2 separate regions of the Mus musculus genome follow, and region 1 is linked to region 2. A link is a contact called in public promoter capture Hi-C data. All regions are on one chromosome and are shown on one strand. The core of a region is the stretch at or near the end of the contact, and the rest is flanking DNA. Distances in the headings are between cores, read along the strand shown.

Region 1 (6,288 bases), core at 1,094-3,593, 82 kb after region 2:
GCAATACCAAAAGACCTCTCTTCCCAATGCTGGCCGACTAGGCCATCTTCTGTTACATATGCAGCTAGAGACACGAGCTCCGGGGGTACTGGTTAGTTCATATTGTTGTTCCTCCTATAGGGTTGCAGACCCCTTCAGCTCTTTGGGTACTTTCTCTAGCTTAGTTTTCTCTATTGCATTTCCTCAGTTGGAAATGAGACTTAGTAAAGCATCTCGGGGACCAGGACTGAGTATTTTTTTTTTTTTTTTTTTTTTTGCTAACTGGAAAGCACTTAAGAAGGGGAAACTGAAAGAACCAGACTCTGTACAGGAAAGACAAAAACAGAGTATAAGACCCTTGAGCAGCATCCCCAGAGTCCCTCTTGCCCATACCCAGCTATAAGTGTGACAACTCTCCCTCCGTGAAAACCTTCCCTATGCCGCACTCAGTGTCTTTTATACCATAACCTCATACTGCCAAGAAAGCATTAGCTTACGAACTACCCTGAATCTGGAGACCCAGAGTGGCGAATTCTGCTTCTCCAACATAAACCCATCAGCCCATGCAAGCTATCAAGACTGAGAGGTGAAGTCTAAGAAATGTTTTCTTTTAAAATGTTTTAAATGATTCTGTCTCCTTTGTATTAGTTTTCTCAAAACATGGAAAAGTGTAAATCAAGAAATTAGCCACCATCCCAAAAGTAAATTGTGTTACCCTTTACATATTTCCTGGTAGCTTTTTCCTCCCCAATGGACCCGTAAATCTATTCAGTAAGTGTTGAGGTCAACTATTTTTAAAAAAGTTAGACACTGAAGTTCAAGAAATAAAATTCAAGCAACAGAACTCTAAATCTTACTATCTAAAACTAGTTTCTGATCTCTTATGCATACCCAACAGTAGCCCAGTAGTCTAAATGAGTAGGTAGCGCTATTTTACTTTTATGCTTATATTTAAAAGAGAGTTCTTGAGAACCTGCAGATTGACCTAGAGAGCAGATGGCCTGGGATGTAACAGTAACAGATCCAAGTCTCATCTCTGGAAGGAAGGAAGGAAGGAAGGAAGGAAGGAAGGAAGGAAGGAAGGAAGGAAGGAAGGAAGGGGTGCGTGGAGGAATAACAGACTGCCTTTCGAGATTTCCAGAACAACCTCCTAGGAAAGCCAAACTAGATCTCAAACCTAAAGGCGAGCAAGAAGAGTTGGGAAACGACTATGAAAGACAATTGATGATGCCCATGTAAAACAAGAGGAGTGGACAAATGCCAAAAGAGTGTGTGCTGATTGATTATTTCAGTACAAAAAAGAGAGCAGAACATGATTATGAATCTTGACTTAAAAAAATGAGAAAATTAAAGATGGAGAAGAAGGACCTAATTGATTTGAGCTATCAGAAGTTAGAAATTTTTTGAAGTACATCTCTCAAGAAAGAGGAAGTGAATATGCTAAATAAATGGTCATAAAACTATGAAACCAACTAAAAGAATAAACCTGTTAACTACTAAAATGCAATCATAAAGATAAAACAGGCCATGGAACAAAAGATAACAAATTTAAAAGGGAAACTGTAACTTGACTACAGAACCCAGACTTGTGAAAATATACACATACACACGTGTGTGCCCCTCCCACACACATGGGTGGTATTAGAATTAGTAGGGGATTAATTGTCATGTTTTAAAGTTTTTATTTTGTTTTGTTTTTAATTATATTTTGATAGTAAAGACTGTTTAAGATGAGAAAAGAACTCCTGATCCTCAGTCATGGATGCTGTAGCTGCCACAAACCTTTTTAAAAATTTATTCATTCACTTTACATTGGAGTATCAGGACCCCCTCTCCCTCCCCACAACCCTCTTATACCCAGATCCTCCCCACATCTCCTCTCCCAGCCAGTTCCCTCCCCCCCCCATTTACTTCTTACATCTATTTTACTTTCCCTTCTAAGGAAGATTCAACCACCCTCCCTTGGGCCTTTCTTGTCATTTGGCTTCATTGGGTCTGTTGATTATGGCATGGTTATCCTGTACTTTATGGCTAATATCCACTTATAAATGAGTATATACCATGCATGCATGCGTCCTTTTGGGTCTGGATTTCCTCACTCAGGATGATATTTTCTAGTTCCATCCATTTGTTGGGCTATTTAACTAAGGCTCTCAAAATGAGTTAATTCTGATGTCCCTCAAGAGAGGAGAGAAGGACAGTTGTCACACCGATAGGAACAGTGAAGGCCGTATGTGCACAGAGTCCAAAGTGAAGAAAAGCTCCCACAAGCCAAGGAATGCTAAGAGCCACTAGATGCCAAAAGAGACATTTGGAGACAGTGTGACCGTGCCAACACATTAATGTCATGTTTTCGAATTCCAGAACTATGAGCAAATACATTTCTGTTGTTTTAGGTCTCCGAGTTTGTGGGAAGTTTCTACAGCGGCTGAAAATAAATAGTGCTTATTGCAAAAGGTCTGGCAAGCGGCCATTAAAGGGTTCAATTTGAGGCACGTGTCTCCGGAGCCCTTGGGAATGATAAAGAACAGTCTGGGCAGTGGCTGCCCCTCCGGGCCGACTCTCTTCAGCCGAGAAACCCCATGCTGCTGACTCGTGGACATGTGTCCTTTCTGAATCCGTTCTTTTCCAAAAGTTCTGTTCAGCACACTGCTCTACTCTCTTCTACAGACTCCTTTGTCCGTACTCAGGGAAAAAAATTAAGTGATTGGCTTTTAAATTATATAGGGGGGTTGTTGTGCCCTGTGTGGGTGAGATATGGATGTCTTATTTTCCATTTTGTATGATAAATAATATGAAATATGTATATATAATATGGTATATATATGTATATATATGTGTGTGTATATGTATATGTGTGTATATATATATATATATACATATATATATACATATATATATACATATATATATATACGTATATATATATATATATACATATATATATACATATATATATATACGTGTATATATATATATACATATATATATATATAAATTCATAGAAATGAATGTCGAGATCCTGTCACTCTAAGGAAAGTTTTGAGGCTAATATATAATTCCTACTTTATTCTCTTCCAAATGTATGGAGTTGTCTAGCCCCAAAAGCTTCTTTATGGCCGAAGTGACCCCCTCAAACAGTTTTTCTACTTCAAAAAATTTAGATTTGAGCTTCCACACAAATACAAATACAAAAAGCCTTGTATTTATATTAAGAGAATATAGACAAGAAAAAGGGGAGGTGAGATGCTATAGCTGATGCCACCATACACTTTAGACACAAGATATGGAGGGATCTAGCTGGTGCTGACTCCCAGGGAGCCTCCTCCCTGAGGTCTATCTCCCATAGCGCCAGAAGGTGCTATCCAAGCTGCCAAAGATCAAAAACAAACAAACAAACAAACAAACAGAAAAGCAATCAGTAGTTCTACCCAGCTTTTAAGCCTGTGAACCACAACAATGACCACCTAGGTAAGATATCCCCAATGGTGTAATAATGGTGCTTATTTTTTTGAGGGGAACCAACATCTGTCTAATAGAACTTAGAACCACCCAGTATAGTTCAGACCTGGTACTGTAAACCTAGATAGGTTTGCCAATTCCAGGTGTTCAGCCCTAAAACTATGTGTACAGGGCAACACAAAATGGGCTGGCTCAGTAGGTTGTATACATATGTAACAGTAACTAAAGAAGAGGTTACGAATCCTAGGGCAGTGGAGGGGACAGGAAATGAATGGAAATGCTACCCACGGCTGGAGAACTCAGGGACCCTAGAGGAGAAACTACTACCGTTTTTTAAGTCAGTAAAATGCCTGACTGTATTATACACATACCCCTGGGTAAGTGTAGCCCTCCTCCTTCATCAAAAAAGCTTCTTTTTATAGGAGAAGGAAGGTACTACAGAGACGCACAACTAGTCAGACTGTGGAGACTAACTGAGTGTAAGTTATCTAACTCCAGTTTGTACATCTACAATACAACCCCTACACCTAACCCCTCAGGGAGCATGGTTGGGGCAGGGGACAGAGAGATCATAAAAACGAAAAGACCAGAAAGCCAGCTACAAGATAGTATCCTCTAGACATGACAGAGATGTTGTACCCATGGCTCTCAACAATATGGCCGCCTAAATAAAACCTGATCACTGATCATATCAGTCAGTGTACTAGCAGGAATGGAGAAACGTCACAAGGCCCAACTCCTACTATGGGCAGTCAGTGGATGCTAAGAGACGGAGAACCAGCCTCTTCTAGGGACGAGTCCCCTGATAGGTTGGCCAATTCCAAGTGCTCTTAAAACAGCCAACATAGAATGGACTCAGTAGGTTGTATACAAGTGTAACAGTAATTAGAGAAGACGAGACCTCCAGGGCAGTGGAGGGGGAGGGGAATGGGTGGGACTTGTAGAAATTCAGTGTTCTTATGAATGGAATTCTCAGAAAAGCAATTCTCATGTTTCCTTCCATTACTCATAGGTATTTGATTTTGTATGTTTACTTTTTCCTTCCTCTCTTCTAAACTTATGAAATTTAGGGAAAGATTTTAGAAAAGGGCAACTTATTTCTCTCAAGAGACTTTATTAGTCAGTTTTTCAAAATTCATTTTAAAGCACTAGAATCATATATGACTTTATTTTTTAAGAGTTTATATGAAGTGTATTCTACTGTTCGCTGCCTATTCCTTCTGTAATACCACACTGTTTTCATACTCATGACAGCAGTTGTCAGATAATTTTGTACAGGCAATATACACGACCATGTCATATACCGTGTGACATTCCCTGAACTCTTTCCAGTATTCCTACCAAAAGACACCACGAAAAGTGTTGACCTGAGAAAGTTCCAGTGTCATCTGTACCCAGACAGAGGTTGCCCTTCCAGTAGCAGCCACATGAATGTCATGCCATCTTCAACTGGCAACTTCATCCTCTATCTTGCTGGCCCCTGGTGGAAAACCATTTTTCCAGACAATTCCAGAAAGTGGAGAGAAGAGTCCAGAGACCACTTTATGAGAGTCACCAAGCATCCTGCACCAGGTTGACTCCCAGCTTTCTTTGCCATCTGTTTCAAGAGTACCAGATGGTTGAGTAGCTGCTCATCTGTCTCGATACAGAAACAGTCCAGGTACCACATGGTCAGACGCTGAGCTAATTGGCCACTAAGTGCACAGACGATGTTCTCTCATCCCGCCCCTCATTCCTGCTGACAATCTGACTGCACCCTGGGAGGCTAACAGGGAAAACATTTGCTATTTCAGAGTAACGTGCTCTGCAGTCTGGATCTATGTTCCCTATGGGAAAAAAAGAAAAATCTTCCAGTTACCTGACCATTTAAATGTCATAAAGCCTGTGTCTCACTGAAGCAGACAAAGCCAAGCCCAGCTCACTGCCCCTCCCACCTCTGCTACACATACACACACACACACACACACACACACACACACTAATTAAAAGGTAAAAGGGGAAAAGTCAGTTTCAAACATGAATGAAGCCACCCTTTTAAAGTGAGCATAAGTTAGACACGGGACCATCAATTTCTGAGATAAACGGTGGTCACCATGTTTATCAGGTTAGCCCTTGAGTCCATGTGTGTTTTTATGCTTAGACCCAATCAGTCAGCTTGGACAAATCCTCCCACAAACCTGCCCCATGGGAAGATGGCCCTCAGATGCTGGGAGAACCTGTGAGAGCCATGGTGCAGAATGAAGAGAAGAAATTTAACCTGAGTCTGAGGTTTCAAAACAAAGCAAATTCCAGTCTTCCCAGGGTGGGGGATGGGGTAGCCTAAATAAAGTCGGGGAGGGAGACATCATCACAAACTGCTTCATGATCTTATATTTCAATGTGCAACCACAAAGGACTTCACCCATAGCCAATTCCCTTGTGGTGATGCAAATTAGTAACTTAACATATAAATTTTACTCTACAGTAAGCAGTGGAAATTGGTTTACTTGGATTCTTACCAACTCCATAGTCTACAAGCACCAGGCTTTCAGAGGGTTTTCTAAATTTGTGCTCATTCTTCCAGGTCGCTGTTTGGAAGGTTGTGTTTGCTTTGTTTTTTTAAAATCACTCATCAGCTTATCCTTTTTTTTCTTCTTGAATTTAAGATTTTGATGCCGAATTACTCAAACTCACTGTTTCTACTGAAACCAAAGAAGTGAAGCCAAGAAAAGAGGAGTCTGCAGAAAATGTTAGGAGTGACTTTTACCCAGCAGCACTCTGGAGAGCGCCAGTGAGATCATCAATTTTTAATACTTTTTTTTTTTTTTTTTTTTTGAAGTAGGAGCTTCCTTCCCCGGACTCTGTATT
Region 2 (6,163 bases), core at 3,158-5,657:
CAATTTCAATGTTACAGCTTCTTGTTTCAGTGTCTGGGATTCCACTTGATCTTTTGGACTCCTCCTAAGGGTTGGCATCACTTCTCCATCTCTGTCCTCTGTAGCACTCTAAGCTCAGGTTGATCCACTCAACTATGGCTGCAGTTCTTGGTGATCACTCCATGGTACTGACATCTCCAATACACTGGGGTATTCCACTCCAACTAGGTTTCACCAATAGCCTCCTTTGCATGACCCCTTCAGTCCTGGGCCATCAACTACAGCTGAGGCTACACCTCAGTGGCCTCCATGACCTCTCACAGTGCCAAGCCTCAGCTGTTCTTCATGACACCTTCATGCTTTCAAAACCAGTACCACCTGGGTGATTCTTACACATTACCAAGTCCAGCTGCAGCACGAGGTACAACCTTGGCTATCTCTGGAACACAGCTTCTTTGTGCCCCCAGAAAACAATTCCCATAAGATTTCACCTCAGTGATGCTGGTCTCTTCTTAGTCACTGCTAATTTCTTAGCTCCAGCTAACCAGCTTCAATTGTCCCAGTAGTTCCTTCCATTCTTAACTCTAGAACCAGAGCCACATGGCTGAAGCTGCCAAGTTCTGCTGCTTACAGGAACTAGAACATGATCCCTTTGCACTATTACATTATCACTAGCTTTATGTTTTCTAAATCCTTCACTGCCTAAGCTTGGCTATCCTGGTTCTTGCTCTGTAGATTGACCTTAAATGCAGAGATCAGCATTTGATTAAAGGTGTGTGCCACCATGCCTGGATCTAATTAAGCTGGGTAGAATCTTGCCCCAAGGTCCCACTCCCTTAATCTGTTATCTCCTAGAACACAAGATTTTGATCCATTTCACTTCCTGGTACCCCTTTAATACTCAAACCATATATTTTATATCTTTCCTTTCTAAGCTTGCTATGCTTGTTCAAACTTCTCTTCATAAGACATAACCAGAGAACAAAGTCTCTGCTGGGCTTTTTTGAAACTTCTTTTGTCAATGCAATTAATCCAAGTCTCTTTACCTTAGCCTCAGGCAAACTTTTCAGACAAGGGCAAAAAGTAGCCACATTCTTGACCAAAATACCACAAAACCAGTCTTTGTGCCACATTCTGAAATTCTTCTCCTTTGAAATCTCTTGGGCCAGGTCAACACAGTTCAAATTACTCCCAGCAACAAAGTCTTCCATATTCCTACGAAGATGACCCATTAACCCCCATTTAAAACATTCCACTGAGTTCCAAATCCAAAGTCCAAAAATCCACATTCTTTCAAATAAAAGCATGGTCAGGCCTATCACAGCAATACCCCACTCCCAGTGCCAACTTCTGTCTTAGTTAGGGTTTTACTGCTGTGAACAGACACCATGACCAAGGCAAGTCTTATAAAAACAACATTTAATTGGGGCTTGCTTACAGGTCCAGTCAGAAGTTCCATCCATTATCATCAAGGTGGGAGCATGGCAGTATCCAGGCAGGCATGGCGCAGGAGGAGCTGAGAGTTCTATGTCTTCATCCAAAGGCTGCTAGTGGAAGACTGACTTCCAGGCAACTAGAGTGAGGATCTTATACCCACACCCATAGTGACACACCCATTCCAACTAGGTCACACCTATTCCAACAAGGCCACACCTTCAGATGGTGCCACTTCCTGGTCCAAGGATATACAAACCATCACAGGCCCCTTCACTCCTTTTAACTTTCTTACTCATTCTAAGTGCCTCCCTTACATTTTCATGTTTTATGTTTTTATTTTATCTATGAACCATTGAATTGCAGAAGGGTTTTTTGTTCATTTGCTCATCTTTGTAGAGGCATAGGTGAGTGTCTTTTTATAGGATAATGGGAACCTTATCATGGACCCACCTTGCCCTTTCTCAAATTCATGACCTCTTCTTTAATTGTGGTTATTTATGCACACACACACACACACACACACACACACACACATGCACACACACACACACACGGCTGCACACACACACACACATACATATTCCAAATACATAAATATGACCCTGTCAGGGCAGAACACTTGGTATAAGATTTGTCAGCACTTTCCTGTGGGAGACCATTTTTTCTCAGCATTTTAGTTCACCACAGTTCTTTGTATGTGGTTGAGGACCCCCCCCCACACACACACACACAAACATACAACCTTTCCCCCCTTCCATGTTAGCATCTACACTGGTGTATCATTGTTCAAGTTTTGTTTCAAAATCAGCTATTCACTGTGTATAAATTCTCAGTGTAGAGTAGGGCCCAGGAGCCCCCTCCCACTCATATGACAGAATCCTGATGGACCAATCCTGTACAGAGCATGAGTATGTTATCACAGGTGCAGATAATAATGCAATAGTTATGTCACGGCCAGCGTCGTTTTCTACCTTCTGCACTTCCTCTGGATCTCATATTCTTTTTTTTAAAGATTTATTTATTATTATATGTAAGTACACTGTAGCTGTCTTCAGATACCCCAGAAGAGGGCATCAGATCTTATATTATAGATGGTTGTGAGCCATCATGTGGTTGCTAGAATTTGAACTCAGGACCTTCAGAAGAGCAGTCAGTGCTCTTAACAGCTGAGCAATCTCTCCAGCCCTGTATCTCACATTCTTTCCACCCCTTCTTCTGTGATCTTCTCTGACTGTTGGAGGGGGTCATATAGATGTCGTACTTATGGGTGGACATCATAAAGTCATTTATTCTTGGTAATTTGATCAATTTTGGGTCAGTGATTACTACTGACCATTGTAAAATAATCCTCTCTAACCAAAACTGATGTCAGCATTATTGTATGGGTCTAAGCATTGCTATCTAGGAGGCAATTAGAAATTACATCACATCCTGTTGTGCCCGGCCAGCAGATCACAGCCTGGGTTCTAGCCTGGAAAGGCATTTTGGAAACTTGGAAGAGAAGAGGGGCTAGGAGGTGAGAGAAAGAAATGCAGCTAAGACAGGCATTCTGATCAAAGCTCAATTTTACTGTTCCGCACGCAGTTATGAAGCAGGGGAAGGGGGCCAATTCCCGCCAATTAATCTCGGGATCCAGTAGCAGGGTGACCACGTGTATGGCTCCAAACAGCAAAGCGGCAGGTTCCAGCAGTGGGCGTGGCAGAACAATTGAGCGGGAAGCTCCACCCCTGAGCAAGCAGGTGTCAGGCTAGGGAAGGGGAGACTACAACATCCATCTAGCAAAACACTGACAGGAGCTTCCCTTCGAGGGCCTTGACATGATGTCATCGAGCATAGACTTTTGACCAGGTTTAGAGTACCATAAATTCTCTCCTGTGGAGCCAGCACCCTACCCAACGAGAAAGTGGCTGGTTGCCCCCACTTGCCACTACTGTATCAGTAGGCACATTTTGCCTGGCCAGTTGGTATTGTTGGATACAGCATCCACAGATGAGTAAGAAGCTTCCAAGCCAGTTCCAGCTTGATCTCTCTATGTCCTGTGAACAAAGCGTTTGGCATCTTCAACAGCAGGATCTTACTATCTAGGTCGGGTGGGCAATCAACTGCAGTGGCAACTAGCTATATTATTTTGTGGGCATCAGAGCACTCTCTGACCAACAACTAATGAAGGTAGTCTATCCATGGCTTTGGGATTTTCCTTTAATAACTTAGGACTTGGGAGTATCCTTAGCCATCTATATAATGTGATTCCATTTAAGCCCTGTTTATTATATTTTCAAAGTAGCTTCTCAAAAATTAAATTTCTTGTTAGATCCACATTTAACACACTCTTCTGGTAATAACCTGAAGGATATAACTATTTTTCATACGAGATAAAGAGCCAATCTACACAAAATTCTGGTTAACTTGTTTCAAGTACCATGCCCCACTTGCTAATGACTTCTTTCAGATTTACTTGCTAGAAGAAACCATTTGGCCCCAATTACAGAATTTCTGGTACATGTGCTTTGAAGGACGAGGGAAAAGCATCCAAAAACAATGCTTCTCAGACTTTACTGCACATGGGATCCATCTCCCAAGCTCGTTAAAATGCACAGCCGGCATCTTAACAAGCTCCCAGATTACACTAAAGCTGCCAGGCCAGGGGCACGCACCAGTGGCAATATCCTTATGCAACTTAAAACATGAAAAAATTGGTGGAAGAAAACACTTTCCTTCCTCTACCTACCTTACCATTAAATCCATTGGCCACAACCCTATCCCATTTCTGGGAAGACACGGGACGATTTCTCATCCCTGGAAGGCTTCCCAGGCTGAGGGTGGAGAAGAACTTGCTTGTTGCAGAACAAGTGAAAGTATTGAGCAACTAGTTTGAGTTCCTTCTCTGCGTTGGAACCCTTCCAATGATGGTAACGAATTTGTTTATCTTGTTTTCCTTGGTAACAGTACAATCCCATCAAGGGCAAGGCTTCCTAGAATAAAGTCTACGTTTCATTTCCCACTCTCTCCAGAAGATGGACGTGGCCATGCTACCAGGTCCCAGTCAATACAGCAGTACTGAAACAGAAGTCTGCACACAGGCATGGCTGGAACATCAGAAGGAATTTAATTTAGCACTCCAGGCCCAACACCAATGTGCTAGGAAAAAAGCACATTCTAGAAGGGGTGACTCTGTTCCTATTGCTCCTTTCTGAACTCTGACTATTCCCAGTTGCTTAATCCTTGCCTTCTCACTAGGGGAAAAAGAAAAAGGCAGGTGGATTTCTTCTGAGCTCAAGAAACCTGATCTACATAACAAGTTCTAGGATAACCTGGGCAGAATAGCGAGACCCTGTCTAAAAAGCAAAACAAAGAAACCAAAAAAACAAAACAAAACAACAACAACCAAGCCCCAAATTTATATTACCAATTACCACAAAAACAGCACAAGAAAGTTTGCTTAGTTAAAAAGATATTTAAATAATAAAATTTACTAAATGACACATCATACCTTTGGTAAATAGAGTAAATGAATTCAGTGAGGCCTGTGTCTCGTCCATAACGAAAAGGTGCTTCATCTCATTCGCTAAATGATGCAGGATTCTACTTTTGGTTCTAGGGGTCTTTGTCTGTCTGGTGCTGACTTTATCGATAACAAAGTCTTGCTTCTAGAATGATGTCATTCCTGCCTCGGTTGGACCTCTCATGACTGACAAGATTTTAGACCAGAGGACTGAGATTTCATTGATTTGAAAATAGAAGGCACTATCATTTATTACTAATCTTGCCTATAAATAGTATTTTGTTATAAATGCCTTCTTTTTTTTAGCTTGCTTTCCATGTAACTTCAGAAAACAGTTGGAGAGACAGCTAATACCTTTGCCTCAAATCTTTTGCCCTCCACTGCAAAAACAGTCTTAAGAGCTATATGGCAGCGAATAAGTCTGTCCACAGCACTGAGGTATGGAATAGAATGCTGGGTCCCTGCAGCCTCCAAAGAGCTATCACAGATCTCTAGGCTGCTCTCTTCACACTTGTTTTTGTGTCCGTGAGAAATGCATTGCATATGCTTCTTTAAGGCAAAAGACACTGTCAGTAAGACAAAAAGGCCACCAACTGATTGGGAAAGGATTTTTACCAATCCTAAAACCGATAGGGGACTAATATCCAATATATACAAAGAACTCAAGAAGCTGGACTTCATAAAATCAAATATCCCCATTAAAAAATGGGGTACAGAGCGAAACAAAGAATTCTCTACTGAGGAACACTGAATGGCTGAGAAGCACCTGAAAAAATGTTCAACATCCTTAATCATCAGGGAAATGCAAATCAAAACAGCTTTGAAATTCCACCTCACACCAGTCAGAATAGCTAAGATCAAAAATTCAGGTGACAGCAGATGCTGGCGTGGATGTGGAGAAAGAGGAACACTCCTCCATTGCTGGTAGGATTGCAAGCTTGTACAACCACTCTGGAAATCAGTCTGGTGGTTCCTCAGAAAATTGGACATAGTACTACCGGAGGATCCAGAAATACCTATCCTGGGCATATATCTAGAAGATGTTCCAACCGGTAAGAAGGACACATGCTCCACTATGTTCATAGCAGCCTTATTTATAATAGCCAGAAGCTGGAAAGAACCCAGATGCCCCTCAACAGAGGAATGGATACAGAAAATGTGGTACATTTACACAATGGAATACTACTCAGCTATTAAAAACAATGAATTTATGAAATTCTTAGGCAAATGGATGGATCTGGAGGG

The links. Capture Hi-C pulls out chosen DNA fragments and counts their contacts.
Region 1: a contact with region 2 is called in a promoter capture Hi-C map of adipose tissue, with 2.5 times the contacts expected there. The contact joins two enhancer-like sites. A contact is called at or near these places in 3 of 484 Hi-C or Micro-C datasets (CD4 T cells, CD8 T cells and rod photoreceptor) and 2 of 9 other capture datasets (adipose tissue and liver).

What each region holds. Positions count from the first base shown.
Region 1 is chr6:7,880,343-7,886,630 of GRCm38.p6, forward strand. No RefSeq gene overlaps it. Among named protein-coding and RNA genes, the nearest start is that of C1galt1, 38 kb to the left of the region's middle. Within about 2 kb of position 2,344, at least 20 of the 459 cell types and tissues checked have an H3K27ac peak or open chromatin away from gene starts, as enhancers often do. A contact at or near this core is called in adipose tissue, where this site is marked.
Region 2 is chr6:7,795,899-7,802,061 of GRCm38.p6, forward strand. No RefSeq gene overlaps it. Among named protein-coding and RNA genes, the nearest start is that of Gm35194, 19 kb to the right of the region's middle. Within about 2 kb of position 4,408, at least 11 of the 459 cell types and tissues checked have an H3K27ac peak or open chromatin away from gene starts, as enhancers often do. A contact at or near this core is called in adipose tissue, where this site is marked.